2 separate regions of the Mus musculus genome follow, and region 2 is linked to region 1. A link is a contact called in public ChIA-PET data. All regions are on one chromosome and are shown on one strand. Each heading gives the region's core, a stretch centred on a gene start, on an enhancer-like site or on the middle of the called end of the contact. The rest is flanking DNA. Distances are from core to core; before and after follow the strand shown.

Region 1 (2,780 bases), core at 154-2,653:
CAAAACCTTGAAAAGCCATACTTTGCTATGTCTACATGGAATATTACTTATATTCAAATTAGGTCATTAGTCAGTGTAAAGTACAAGAGATGTTAGAAATAAACAGGGGTGTGTGTGTGTGTGTGTGTGTGTGTGTGTGTGTGTGTGTGAGAGAGAGAGAGAGAGAGAGAGAGAGAGAGAGAGAGAGAGAGAGAGAGAGAGAAGGCCTGCGTACACATGCTAACAAGAATGGCAGCTAGCTAACAGCAGTCCATGTGCATAAACCCAGCCCTATACATGGCAGCATGCTGCCTAGCAGTTCACTTCTCTCCCATATTTATGATCCTTGGACATACATGTAATTATGGCATGTAATTATGGGCACATCCATTTAGCCACCTCAGACCTCAACTCTAACCACTTGACGCTGCCAGCTCTCTGCCCAACTGTGACTATAAGGACATCTTCGAAATGTTGCCAGTGAACTCTGGCTCCAATAGGAGCATCTGTTTGAAGATTCTACTTGATAACTATCTTCTGAGTAGTAGATTTCTTCTACCTTTCTCCTGCACATAATCTTAAGAATTGGGACCCATGGCAGTAGGTGCTATTATTGAGACAATACATCTCTTCTTGCAAATTTCCTTTCTCTTCATGCTTTCATGTTGGCAACCTTGCTGTGTGGCTTGTTGATTGTCGTAAGCCTCTGCTGATTGTTCCCTCTGTTCGTTTGTTCCTTGGGAGTTCTGGAGCAGGCTCCTAGAGAACCTCCCTGCTTTAACCTTATCTTCCATTACTTCTTAGAGTAGCTAGAGCGCAGATCTCAAGCCATGCACCTGACACACCACTCCCCTTGTACCAAATTATGACAACCTCACAACCCTATTAAGTAAATCCAAGCCTTGTGTTGAAGATACATCACTGATCTGTTGAAGACTCGCTTGTGTCTGCTTTTGGCCATTGCCGTCCTATTTTTATCTAAAGTTGCAGAATGCATCTATGCTGGTCATCTGTTCAGCTTACTCTATGTCAGTCCCTCAGGACTTGACCTCCTTCAGTTATGGCAACCATATAAAGTAGTTACATTTATCTTTATTTTATGAGGAAATTAACCCTTAGAGACAGAACATTGACCAAGGCTAAACACTGGATGAGGACTCTGTCTTGTCTGTCTGCAACTGGGAAATAAAGAAGGTGATGCTAACACTGGGGACACATCAATTGTAATATCACCTTAATCTAGAGTATGATTGTGGCACACCTTAGGGGTCCTGGGACATGACCTGTTCATCTCCTTCCTCTCCCCACCACCTTCCAGTGTGGATAAACTCCGTTTCAGTTTCTCTCTCCAACAAGGTTCTGTCTACAAACCACATCTGCTCTGAACTTTACTTCCCATGGTGACTCAAGCAAAAGCGAGTAATGAAGACTTAAGAATGCAATGCCCTGTGAAATAGGTATGGCATGCAGGAAAGAGGAAGCGATACATAAGACTGGGTGTAAAAAAATATAAAGATAACAAGTGTTTCCTTTTCAGTTAGCCAGAGTTATCTACTAGAGCTCTATTTTAAGACTTACACATAGGCTAGGAAGATAGTTTAAATGGCAAACTGCCTGTTATGCAAGCCTGGGATCATGAGTTCGATCCCTACTACCCATGGAAGAAGCCGAGTTGGTGGCATGTGCCTATAGTACCAGGGCTGGGGAGGCAGAGCCAGGCAAATTCCTGAGTTCACTGGCTAGCCAAACTAACCTACTTGGAGAGTCCCAGGGCAGTGAGACACCCTGTCTCAAACAAAACAGACAAAAAAAGCACAGTTCCTGCGAAACAACAGCAGAGGCTGACCTCTGACCTCCACAAAGGTGCACATGCAGCCATGAGCAGGCATGTAGACATACATGAGTTCTCTCTGCCTGTCTCTGTCTGCCTGTCTCTCTGCTCTCTCTGTCTCTCTGTCTCTGTCTCTCTCTAGAGTTCTTAGAAGTATCACTAAATTTGGCCTCTATTCTCAGGGGGCTTTCAGTCTAGTCAAGAGACCTAGTGCAAATAAAAAATTGAAGTAGGATGCTCTCTGATAGGGTTCTGCCATAGGTTAACTACTGGGGGAGTCTGGACATAAAGCAGATCCAAGAGCCTTGAACAGACCTTAACCTGGTCAAATAATCTCTGGATGCTGTGGTAGGATTTAGTAAAACAACAGAGATGTAAGAACAAAGTGCTCTGGATGCATGAGAGAGCCAGTTAGCTGTGCTGGAGTATATGGTGTATGTATGCAGCACACTGATGAGGTAACCTCCCAGAGGAGATCAGGCAACATGTGAAAGAAAGGCATCCCGTCAGGCAAAGAAGGGGATGAGTGAGGATAGGAAAGACAGAAATCAGCGTGTAAGAAGTTATTACACTAAAATTCAAAATTCTGTCCTTAGAATGTTCTTTCTTGAATAACTCAGATGTGCCATCGTCCTATAATGATTTAGTGATGTTAGTGATAGCCTCCTGTGCTGTTACATCATACTGTAAATGAGCAGAACCTGTCATAACGTTGTCTTTGGCATTCAACACAGTTTATACTTGGCCTTCTTGGTTTTAGTGGATTTTTAGTCGGTGACTCGATGTGCACCATTTATTTAGTAATATTTTATGAATTAAAAATTGGAAGGAGGGATGGCAGATTATCCACACAAGCTCCGATGAAAATCACTTCTGTCTTCCACTAGATGGCATTGGAAGAACATGGCACATCCCCTAGTTCTCACTGAGGCTGAGTAAGATGTTTGCGTTGTGGAGACTACACAACTGT
Region 2 (2,702 bases), core at 38-2,537, 300 kb after region 1:
TTTTTTTGGCTGTTGTTATTGTAACAAAATATCTGGGTAGCACATGAAGAAAGAGGTTTACTCACCTGTCAAACAAGGACCCAATCACCTTCTGCTAATCTCAACCGAGAGGCTCAGTTGCTTCCTATCAGGGCTACACTGATGACTACAGAGTTTGAACTCTCAGGAGACACAAACAGAGCACAGCGTGGTAACCAAAGGCTCTCATTTGCTCACACTGCTCTGCTGGCCTAGCCAGAAGACAGACATTCTTATGTTCACTCTGCCATATTTTGTTGGAAGTTAGCTTCTTGGAACCTGGTGGTAGTCATACCAGCACAGTGGCTAAGAAGTGAGACACTTGCTTTTTGCTTTTGCATCTTTTTATATGGGGACTTGTGGTGAAGAGCTTTGCTTTCTATAACGATACAAAGTTAAACATACAAAGAAGTGCTTAAAAAGTTCCAAGGAGCCAAGAAGACTTTCAAGTTTAAGGATAATACAGAGAAATGCTAAAGTGCACAGAAGCAGATCAAATTGTAGAAATTCAAGCAAAGAATGTGAGACAGGTGGACAGAGATGATTAAAACTGGCCCCACCACTGAGGGCTGAGAGGTCTGGCCCAGATAGAAATCCTTTTCCCAGTTCCCTGTCCAGCATATTGTAGATCTAACATTCTCAATTGTTAGAGATAGAAGAAGAGCAGAAATGGCCGCTGCTTCTCCCAGAAGAATTCACATCAATTATGAATGATAAAGCAAAGCAGCAAACACAAAGCAACCCACCACTCCTTAAAATCCAGATTTGGCTTGCATCTCTTCTTAAAGAGGAGGTGAGTTACAATAGAATTGCTTCTGCTCACATCTGTGACATAGAATAGTATCAAGCCCCGGAAAAAATAAAAAGAGTTGCCATGGGGCCTGGGGAGATGGCTCAGAGGATAAAGCTCTGGTCACAAGTGTAAGGACCCAAGTTCAGACCTCCGCACCCACACAGAGCTGATGGCAGTCATGGGGAGCCATCAGGATGTCCAGCCCTGTCCCATGCTGCTGTGAACAGGAGACCCTACCTAAAACAAGGTGGAAGGGAAGGGGACACACTTAAGGTTGTCCTCTGACCTCTGCACATGCGCTGTGGCATCAGTGTAGCAAGACACACAGATATCACACAAATGCACAGCAAAAGAAAGAAACCGTTGCTATGAACCCTTGTACGAGCCGTGAGAACACAAAGGCAGCAGAGACTGGCCTCCCTGCCTTCCCCCAGCCCACGCTCAGCAGATCTCTGGGCGTTGGCAGGGCCTCATGAGTGGGCTGGTCCTCCTTTTTGGTGTTGGCTCTGGACTGCACTGGTCTAATTCACTGCCAATTAATCTTGTCAGGCAGCCTGCTGATGCCAGCTGTAGCTCAAACACCCTCACGGCGAATACCCAGCCCAGTGAGCCTTTGTGTAGCCATCGCTGAAAATGTGAGTAAAAAGTTTTAATTTGGACAAACCCTAGGGCATCTGTTCTTCCTGAAAAAAGAAAAAAGAAAAAAAAAAAAGGTGCAACACTCGGTGTATACATTTTTTTTTTTTTGGTGGAGTTTTTTAAAAATAGAATAATCCAGTTTTGAACACGAGGGAGTTTTGAAAAACCAATTTAAGCATAAATAAGTTCATCAGCTACTCATTGTGCTGTGTAAAGCTTGTGAATTAAAAGAAACATAATGGTCATTAGGAAAAGCATGCCTCCCCCTCCCCCCCATTAGTAGTGTGCGTTGTTTGCTGAGCAGTGGGAGTGTGAATATTTGTACCTGTGTGAAGGAGAGGAGCGCGTAGGTTTGTGGGAAGTGGGTGCGGGTCACCGAGTCAGCGGGCGTGGGCGGAGGCTGGGCGCTGAGTCAGAGGGAGGAGGAGGGCAGGTATGTGTGGGCGGCTGGAGACAGCAGCCACAGCTTTGCATGCGAATGTCTCAAGGAAACAGTCCAAGCATTTTTAAAAAGCCTTAGAAAACTGGGAGTCAAAACTGAAGCAGAGTCCAGCTGACCAGGCTGCTTTACCGATGGATGATCTAAAGTTTTAAAATTATTACTTAAGTTATTTCTGGTCTGTGGCTATTTCTTTTTTTCCGCCTGATAATTGGTGTTGAACATTCCCATGTCTTTTGCAGGGCACTTTTTCTGCCTGTCCTCTCTTGTAAAAGTGACCTCAGAGTTGCCTTTGTGCACAAGTAGGACCCGGGCAGAGCCAGGGATGAGTGGAAGATGAGCTTAGAGTTTCCATCCAAAATAATCCTTAATGCCCTAAAGAGATAGTGTCACTGTTCTAACCTTATATGGGATTTTAAAATCTACTGCATTCAAGCCTGAAATGGCATGGTAACATGAGGCAGACAGGGAGCCATGGTTCATGGAGATAAACTGCCACATGCTGCCTACTGATTTAGGCATGGAGAGAGAACGTAGAAGGACTTGGCTATGGAGTGGGAGTCTGTACAATTAATCAAAAGCAAACGTGGGTGGGACATGGCGCTACCCAGCTGTGATCCCAGCACTGGGAAAGCAGAGGCAGGGGGATCAGGTTAAAGACTGTCTCAGTTTATAGGAAGTTTGAGGCTAACCTGGGGTACGGAAGACCCCATCTTACCACAACCAACAACAACCAAGTTCAGAAAGGGATAAATGCAAGGGTATTGGTCTTTGCCAACAGCGCCCTGCTGAGGTAGGAAGAGTATGGGAACT

Evidence for each region. ChIA-PET counts read pairs in DNA pulled down with a chosen protein or histone mark.
Region 2: an SMC1A ChIA-PET map of the G1E-ER4 cell line shows a contact between it and region 1, with 5 read pairs. The contact joins two enhancer-like sites. A contact is called at or near these places in 1 of 15 datasets of contacts at CTCF or cohesin (the G1E-ER4 cell line), 2 of 484 Hi-C or Micro-C datasets (the N1E-115 cell line and embryonic stem cells) and 1 of 115 datasets of contacts at active chromatin or transcription factors (embryonic stem cells).

Annotation. Positions count from the first base shown.
Region 1 is chr1:52,297,073-52,299,852 of GRCm38.p6, forward strand. No RefSeq gene overlaps it. Among named protein-coding and RNA genes, the nearest start is that of Gm31955, 7.2 kb to the right of the region's middle. Within about 2 kb of position 1,404, at least 26 of the 459 cell types and tissues checked have an H3K27ac peak or open chromatin away from gene starts, as enhancers often do. A contact at or near this core is called in the G1E-ER4 cell line, where this site is marked.
Region 2 is chr1:52,596,159-52,598,860 of GRCm38.p6, forward strand. It overlaps a transcript of Nemp2 not described here. Among named protein-coding and RNA genes, the nearest start is that of Gm28178, 17 kb to the left of the region's middle. Within about 2 kb of position 1,288, at least 161 of the 459 cell types and tissues checked have an H3K27ac peak or open chromatin away from gene starts, as enhancers often do. A contact at or near this core is called in the G1E-ER4 cell line, where this site is marked.